Regions from separate parts of the Mus musculus genome. Here all the other regions are linked to region 3. Evidence: chromatin contacts called from public Hi-C and HiChIP or PLAC-seq data. All regions are on one chromosome and are shown on one strand. Each heading gives the region's core, a stretch centred on a gene start, on an enhancer-like site or on the middle of the called end of the contact. The rest is flanking DNA. Distances are from core to core; before and after follow the strand shown. Region 1 holds the start of Macir (macrophage immunometabolism regulator). Region 2 overlaps Ppip5k2 (diphosphoinositol pentakisphosphate kinase 2). Region 3 has its middle 82 kb from the start of Macir.

Evidence for each region. A called contact is a pair of places that touch in the nucleus more often than the background predicts. HiChIP or PLAC-seq counts read pairs in DNA pulled down with a chosen protein or histone mark.
Region 1: a Hi-C map of CD8 T cells shows a contact between it and region 3, with 3 times the contacts expected there. The contact joins the promoter of Macir here to the enhancer-like site in region 3. A contact is called at or near these places in 6 of 39 promoter capture datasets (the 3T3-L1 cell line, the C10 cell line, hematopoietic stem and progenitor cells and 2 more), 21 of 484 Hi-C or Micro-C datasets (B cells, CD4 T cells, CD8 T cells and 10 more), 5 of 115 datasets of contacts at active chromatin or transcription factors (DN3 thymocytes, the SCID.adh cell line, effector CD8 T cells and 2 more) and 3 of 9 other capture datasets (adipose tissue, liver and pancreatic islet).
Region 2: a contact with region 3 is called in an H3K4me3 HiChIP or PLAC-seq map of intestinal villus epithelium, with 5 read pairs. The contact joins two enhancer-like sites. A contact is called at or near these places in 6 of 484 Hi-C or Micro-C datasets (the Ba/F3 cell line, CD8 T cells, myeloid progenitors and 3 more), 1 of 115 datasets of contacts at active chromatin or transcription factors (intestinal villus epithelium) and 2 of 9 other capture datasets (adipose tissue and liver).

Annotation. Positions count from the first base shown.
Region 1 is chr1:97,660,505-97,663,358 of GRCm38.p6, forward strand. Macir (macrophage immunometabolism regulator) reads right to left here and starts at 1,514. Exons shown (of 3, transcript NM_133825.3): 1 at 1,327-1,514.
Region 2 is chr1:97,704,016-97,706,886 of GRCm38.p6, forward strand. Ppip5k2 (diphosphoinositol pentakisphosphate kinase 2) reads right to left here. Exons shown (of 28, transcript NM_173760.5): 28 at 2,028-2,871. Among named protein-coding and RNA genes, the nearest start is that of Macir, 43 kb to the left of the region's middle. Within about 2 kb of position 1,621, at least 16 of the 459 cell types and tissues checked have an H3K27ac peak or open chromatin away from gene starts, as enhancers often do. A contact at or near this core is called in intestinal villus epithelium, where this site is marked.
Region 3 is chr1:97,579,157-97,581,856 of GRCm38.p6, forward strand. No RefSeq gene overlaps it. Among named protein-coding and RNA genes, the nearest start is that of Macir, 82 kb to the right of the region's middle. Within about 2 kb of position 1,340, at least 93 of the 459 cell types and tissues checked have an H3K27ac peak or open chromatin away from gene starts, as enhancers often do. A contact at or near this core is called in B cells, CD8 T cells, CD8 central memory T cells and 11 more, where this site is marked.

The DNA.
Region 1 (2,854 bases), core at 264-2,763, 82 kb after region 3:
CCAGTGTCTCCCAGTGTTTCCAGCCCCACTTACACACACACACACACACACACACACACACACAGAGAGAGAGAGAGAGAGAGAGAGAGAGAGAGAGAGAGAGAGAGAGAGAGAGAGAGAACACAAAACAAAAACAAAACCCTGGTTCTGAAGAAATCCTCAGCCCACTCTAAGCAAAGCGGCGTGGGCAGAGAGCCCGGGAGTCTCTAGCGAGCCAGACACTTGCCAGGGGGAAAGCACGCGGCTGTCCTTCCCTTCGCGAACTGGGTTCCTTCCTGGCCGAGATTTGCAGATTCCACCACTAGAGCGACTTTGGCAGCTTCACAATGGGCCGCTTCTCAAGGTCTGAGCGCCGGCCGCTGCCAGGCGCCCTTTCCTAGGCTTCCCACCCGCCCCAAAGTCCACCAGCGACAGGTGGGGCGAGGGTGGCGGTGCCCGAGACATCTGCCGCCTTAGTTTCTGGCCAGCGCCCGGCCGCGATTCCCCAGTCCACAGGCGCTCCTCCGCCACCGCCGGTCCGTCTGTCCGTCACCAGCCGCCGCACCGGCCTCGGCCTCGCCCGCGGGGTGCAGCGCGCACTGGTGGCCGAGATAAGGTCGCCAGGGGCTGTCTCCCGCCGCTATCTGTAGCCCGCAGCCGCGGCTTGTACACCGTTGGGGCCAGAGGCGCGGCAAGCCGGGCGAGCGTTACTTCTCAATGGGCCTCCGCCGGGCCTGCCGCCTGGCGCTGCGGGTAGGGCGAGCCGCCTAGCTGGCGCGCGCCGACGCGCTCAGACTTCCGCACCTTGGCACCGCGGGAGCGTCGCTCCGGGTCGCAGAGTCCCCGCACCGCATGTCGGCGGCGAGCGCACGCCCGCCCGCCCGCCGGTCCGTCCGCTCGCTCGCTCGCTCGCCGCGCGCGCACGGGGCGCACGCCCCCGCACACTCACCCGCGCCGCACACTCCCGCGTCGCCGGCCCCACCCCTGTGCCAGGAAGCTGCGGGCTCTCGCACCCCGCTCGGGCCCCACCCCAGGCTCCAGTCCCCCCACCACCACGCCAGCCATTCGCACCAAGGCTCAGGGACCAGCGCCGCTCGCAGCCCCGGTGTCACCGAGCCATCAGCCATCGCGGAGGCCGGCGCGGCCCGGGGCTTCCCTGCGCTGCGCACACACCGCGCGCCCGGCCGGGACACGAGGCGAGGAGGAAGGGGCGGCGCCGTGCCTGGGGCTGGCACAGTGGCTCGCTGACTGGGGCACCCACACTCACGCGCGTACCCCACCCATCCCCGCCACCACCTCTGCAGCACAAAAGGTTGCAGGAGGAGTGGCGCTCCCCGTCCAACGTACCGGTCGTCCAGGGTTCCGCCGGTTCCTCTATGGCCGGCAGCCGCAGACCCCGAAGCCAAGGGCGGGCGAGGCGCGGGGCTGCGGCGCCGAGGTGTGGGCAGAGGCCGCCAGCGGAGCCAGCCGGGTACCCGCTGCTCTCCCACCGCGCTCGGCGCCAGCTACGGCCCGCCGTAGTCCCGCCTCCTCCCCCGCCTCCGCCCGCCTTCCCGCCTCCTCCCGCGGGCTGCGGAGGCGAGGCCGGGAAGCGCAGAGCCCGCCTCCTGCGCCAGGCTCGCACGCTCGGCTGGGCGGGCGGCTGGGCCGGCGGCGTGAGAGCGCAGAACCGGAGGCTGTTGCGGGGACGGGAGGCGGCGGCGTGATGCCACACTGCTCCCGGACCAAAGTCCGCCGCACCCTCCGGGGAGCCGCAGCTCACAGGCCTGACAATGCGGGCCGCTCCCACAGAGCGGTGTGCTAAACTCTGTGGGGATGGCTGTGATTTTTGAGTTTCTGCTGATCAGAAGTTGAGAAGAGCAGAAGCCCATGAAGTTAAAATTATACTATAATAATAAATAATAATAATAATAAATGTCAACAACTAAATATGGGGGCGGGGTGAAGACTAAATTCTGAGTCACTTGTTTCTCTTCTCTTTTCCTTTCTAGCTTCCTTCCTGTTCTGTCTTTACAAGGTCTCACTCTGTACCCAAGGCCGGACTTAAGCTCCGGAGAACCGTTCTGCCTTAGTCTCCAGAGCGCTGGGATTACAGGGATGAGGTGCCATCCCAACAAGATTTTCTTTTCTCAGTCCATATGCCACTCCCCTGCCGAAGTGGTCAATGCAGCATTACAAATATTTGCTGATATTTATTTAGCTCTAGGTGCCAACCCTTTTGACGCACATTCCCAAGTTTGCAGCTCTCAACTGTGCTAGTCCACATTTTTAAGACAGAAAACATGAGTTACATCCTTGAAGTCACAGACCTTTCATATAGCTGAGCTGTTTGTGTATTTATAAATTTAAATTCAGGTTCCTGCATTGTGTGGCCTTTTAAACGGTGCTTTATCTGAACATAAAGTCATACATTTCATCTAGACTAATACAAACTTAAAGCAAATAGTTCATGTTCCAGAGTCTATATATGTCCCCCAAATTACCAAGGTTAATAAATACACTCTGGCTCCAAGATGTGGCTTCTGGTTTCTCTGCAACTGAAGGACACTTACTCAATTGCTTCTCATATGCTCTGATGTAAGTATCAGAAAAAGGAAGGAAGAGGCCAGATTCATGAATGTTCTCAGTTACTCTTCCCCAACATGATATTCATGTAACTTATCAAATATAGATAGACCCTAGTACACTGTACAGGTATTGAATGCTCAAGTGATTAAATTTTGTTTTATATTTATTTGTTCAGTTGTTTTGTGCCCCCCCCTCCCCGCCCCACCACCATGGGTACCTTAGTAGAAGATGCTCCAAGTATTTTCAGATTTGAACATTTATCACAGCAGTGTATTCTGATGTTCGTTCTTATAAAACTACCTCGGAA
Region 2 (2,871 bases), core at 371-2,870, 130 kb after region 3:
TGATTATTGTATTTACATTTCTTCCACTCTCAATTCCCCCCACGTCCTTAAAATCCCCATTCCCTCAAATCCATGACCTCTCATGATTGTCCCATGCTTCTGTCCATCTATCCATCGATTGAACTTGCTAAGTCCAGTTAGTATCGCTTGCGTATACATGTGTTTTGGGCCTGGATCAGGAGGCTCATCCATTTATTCTGGAGAACATGTATTCTCTATGTACCCAATGATTGCCTGTAGCCCTTCGAGAGGTGAGGCCTTGTGAAACTTTCCCCACGCATGTCACCATGTCAACGGATGTAGTCATTATTCAAGTCTTGTTTAGGCCACAGTATTGCTGAATCTTCATGTTCCCTGGTCAGGCTTCCTGCTCTTCCAGTCTTTCTGCCCTCTCTTCTGCAATGTCCCCTCAACCTCAGGCGTGTAGGGGGTTGCATTGTTAACTTAATGCTTATTAATTGGCATCTGGCACTCCACAGTCAGTTGTTCTCTGCATTAGGACCCGATGTAGATTTCCGTAACAATCTCCATATACTACAATAAGAATCTGCTGATGAGGTAAGAGAGCTGTACTTATCTGTTGGGAAAATGATAAATATTTAGACTGTATTTATAAAGGGGCCCATGACATCTGCAGTCACAGGTAGGTAACTTGGTTCCTAGTACTAGGCAGGACTTCCCTTCAGTGAGTGGAGCCTCAAGTCCAACTACACAGCTATTGGTTTCTCCCAAGATAGAAGTACTACTGTTGTACTTGCTGGGGTAGTCACTGTTGTGATTCATGAGTTTATAGCTGGTGAGGACTAACATCTTACCTACCTTGGCAGCTTTTGTAGAACCTTTGGATACTGTTATCTCTAGTCCCCAGGGTGATTCCCTCAAGTCCTATGTCCAACATGTGTGCTATCTTCAGCAATAGATCCTTCAGGTTCTGGGAGGCAACCTAGGGCAATAGTAATGCTTTGGCAATCTCTTGGTCTACTCGGACCAACAACTTGAGAATAAGCTTTCCATTCCTGGAACTGTTTGTTTGTTTGTTTGTTTTGTTGTTGTTGTAGTTAGACAGGCTATGGCTTTTGGAGGAAGTATTATTACCCCAGGTGGCATAAGGCATAATTCAATTTAAGTTTTTTATACATATTTATACTTAAACAGAAAATAATGGCTTCCTATGGCCTTTTCAAACATCCTTACTGCTATTTACGCTCCCCTCTCCTTCTCCCTCTGTACAAGTCCGGCCTCCAGTTAAGGGCTCCCAACAGTCCTGAGTTTTACATCAGATTCCTCTTGAAACTTTAAACTTTCTTCATTGCTGTCACCTATCGTGTTTTTTGAGCTGTACAAATATCGAGCACAGGGCCACGTGCTCTGCCACATCACAGTTTCCTTTCTGTCTCAATTTTCTGTTTGTCTTAAAATGTCCAGTATACTTCTTTTTAATACATGATAGCTGTGTATTAACAAATTCCCTCTTGAGTTTATTAGTCATACAGAATGGACTATGTACCTCATTAAAAGCAGGCCAGCAGGGCCTGCCAACAGGCTATTAGGCCTGAGATATAGGATTCCTGAGGGTTAAGGAATGAATGATAAATTATCAAGACTAACAAACAGCTCAGGGTGACTTGACAATTCCTCAAGCTTGACTTCCTCATTTCTTTGCTGGCTGGAAAAGTGGGCAGCAAAAAATAAAACCAAACAAACCCAACCCCAAAATAAATAAACAAATAAAAAATAAACATGTTTTAGCACTTAAAAAACTCTCAAACCCCACATCTCCTGAGTACTGGTAGAAACAGCTATTTCAGACAAACTTCCATAAATGGTGGTGATGTTATTTTGCTGTTATGAAATTGACTCTCTGATAGTGTGTTTTAAAAAACAATTCTATGATTCTTGCAAAGAGATGAGCATACAAAGCAACAGTATTGATTGGGGTGAATAAGGTAAAGCCGAAATTACTGATTAATACTGAGGAAAGCGAGTGCTAACATACTTCATAAGGCAGAGGACAATACACTGCTATGTGTATGCTCACTCATGAGTTTTATTGAATAGTACTTAATGTAAAATGCTGCTGGGGATTTTCTATTTCAAAACATAAAAGAAAGAACACAAATAAAATGCTTTAAATTCAAGTCACTCTTATTCTAAAAAGAATTTTAATTCATTCCACTTAAAAAATAAAAGTAGTCTCCTCACCCCCCATGAGTACATTAATCACATATTCACACACAGAGAACATACATACATTCGATTGTTTACAAGATTTACCACCATATAATCCATTTACATTCAAGTGAAGTATATATGTACTTATTTATTTGTATATATTTGGAGCTTCTGTATCTCATCCCTTTTTAAACAACCAAGATAATATAATACGCCTATTCTCTAGAAGTCAGTTCATGTAAGATTATTTAAGGTTAGAAGTCTCTTTTGAAGAATTACACTAACTATACAATAAGGGTCCAGTACTTCTAAACATAAGCTTGAAGCTACAGCTTACTACCTTAAGTTGCATTATAGCCAATGTTTGAGATTTTTATTTAGCAGGTTGTTTAGTTTGTGAGTAATTTAAAATATTTCAAACAATTACTTGTGCATCAGGGAGAAAGAGCACCAAGGAGAATGATGTCCTTTTATTTAAATATTAGACGAAATTACAATAGTCATCTCCATCTTTCTTCCAAATCTCATCATTTGTAAACACCATTTACTTACTACAAATGTTCAATCTTTTGAGTTTTCTTGGTGAAATCATCAAATACACTGGACATAAGAATGGAAACACAAGAACTATACCCTGGATGACACTTATGAACAGCAGAACTCGCATCATAGACCTGAGTCCATAGGTCTCAAGAAAAA
Region 3 (2,700 bases), core at 90-2,589:
TGAGTTCCTTTGTGATTGTGTTACCTCACTCAGGATGATGCTCTCCAGGTCCATCCATTTGGCTAGGAATTTCATAAATTCATTCTTTTTAATAGCTGAGTAGTACTCCATTGTGTAGATGTACCACATTTTCTGTATCCATTCCTCTGTTGAGGGGCATCTGGGTTCTTTCCAGTTTCTGGCTATTATAAATAAGGCTGCTATGAACATAGTGGAGCATGTGTCCTTCTTACCAGTTGGGGCTTCTTCTGGATATATGCCCAGGAGAGGTATTGCTGGATCCTCCGGTAGTACTATGTCCAATTTTCTGAGGAACCGCCAGACTGATTTCCAGAGTGGTTGTACAAGCCTGCAATTCCACCAACAATGGAGGAGTGTTCCTCTTTCTCCACATCCTCGCCAGCATCTGCTGTCACCTGAATTTTTGATCTTAGCCATTCTCACTGGTGTGAGGTGGAATCTCAGGGTTGTTTTGATTTGCATTTCCCTGATGATTAAGGATGTTGAACATTTTTTCAGGTGCTTCTCTGCCATTCGGTATTCCTCAGGTGAGAATTCTTTGTTCAGTTCTGAGCCCCACCCCATAATCAGCATCCAAACGCTGACACCATTGCATATACTAGCAAGATTTTATCGAAAGGACCCAGATGTAGCTGTCTCTTGTGAGACTATGCCGGGGCCTAGCAAACACAGAAGTGGATGCTCACAGTCAGCTAATGGATGGATCACAGGGCTCCCAATGGAGGAGCTAGAGAAAGTACCCAAGGAGCTAAAGGGATCTTCAACCCTATAGGTGGAACAACATTATGAACTAACCAGTACCCCTGAGCTCTTGACTCTAGCTGCATATGTATCAAAAGATGGCCTAGTCGGCCATCACTGGAAAGAGAGGCCCATTGGACACGCAGACTTTGTGTGCCCCGGTACAGGGGAACACCAGGGCCAAAGGGGGGGAGTGGGTGGGTAGGGGAGTGGGGGTGGGTGGGTAAGGGGGACTTTTGGTATAGCATTGGAAATGTAAATGAGCTAAATACCTAATAAAAAATGGAAAAAAAAAAAAAAACAAAAAAAAAAAAAAAAAAAAAAAAAAAAAATACTTTGTATTTATCAAACCTTTAAAAAAAAAAAAAAAAAAAAAAAAAAAAAAAAAAAGAGCTGTGCATACTTCCTGTTTCTGGGTGAAATGTGAGAAATGAAAAAAAAAAAAAAAACACCTCTTCTTAGATCTGTCAGAGAAATGAGGTCACAGGACCAACGGCTGTCTTCATGATCAGAAAGGCAGACAGGCGGGCACAGAGAAGCAGGGCTTGCCAGAACAGAAACCCTCAAAAGGAAACCCCTCCGTGGGAACTAGTGCTGGGTGGAACCACCTGAGTTGTAGCTGACAGATTACTGGAGGCTCAGCCCAGGCAACCCTGAGATGTAAAACCCCCAGGGAAACAAGGTGTGGGGAGCCTCACATGCTTACAAGGCTAATTCCATCACCCTAACCAGCTTCTCCTAGTGAGGAACCAATCACACACACACACACACAGAGAGAGAGAGAGAGAGAGAGAGAGAGAGAGAGAGAGAGAGAGAGAGAGAGAGAGAGAGAGAGAGAGAGAGTTTTTAACATGAAGAAGGCAAGCAGAACTACCTTGAAATATAGCTGGACACTCTGTTGTTCTTAACAAGCCTTGCCCTTAGGCCTCCTGCCCCACCTGAGGCCAAAGGTTCACCAAGACTTCATCCAGTCTTGAGAGCATGCCCTCTGCCCCACAACTTATGCCACACCACTAAATGTCTATTTACCTACCCCAGTTGCTTTTACAGAGACACCATACCTATTGTACTGGCTGGTTTTGTGTGTCAACTTGACACAAACTGGAGTTATCACAGAGAAAGGAGCCTCCCTTGAAGAAACACCTCCATGAAATTCAGCTGTAAGGCATTTTCTCAATTAGTGGGCAAGGGTGGGAGGGCCCAGCCCATTGTGGGCGGTGCCATCCCTGGGCTGGTAGTCCTGGGTTCTATAAAAAAGAGGCCGAGCAAGATAGGGGAAGCATCCAGTAAGCAGCACTCTCCATGGCCTCTGCATTAGCTCCTGCCTCCAGATTCCTGCCCTGTGTGAGTTCCCATCCTGACTTTTTGGTGATGAACAGAAATGTGGAAGTGTAAGCTGAATAAACCCTTTCCTCCCCAACTTGCTCCTCAGTCATGATGGTTTGTGTAGGAATACAAACCCAATCTTCTAACAGAATATGACAATACACGCTAAAAGAAAAATGTAACAAAACTAAACAAATAACAAAACCACAGTTTGGAACTAAATATGAATCATTGTGAAATCAGATAGAACAAGACTATTATAAGCATCAGACCAAGACTTTAACAGAATATTTAAATTACCCACCTATGATTACATGCTGTGACTTTTTCTATTAATGCCCTTAGCATATTAATCATAACGAAATATGTCTGGACAATTGCAAAGTACTTAGAAAATTTATTTTTTCACCCCCTTGTATTAAGCACACTAAAGAATATATGGAACAAAAAGGAAATCTCAAGAAAATTTTAAAGCATTTTGAACTAACATAAAATTGAAAATTCAACTTATCAACATTGGTTACATGCGTGAAAAGTTATAGAAGAGAGATCTAAAGTCAATAACCAGTATTTCTAGTCAATGAAACCAGCAAAAGTACAAAATCCAAAGTA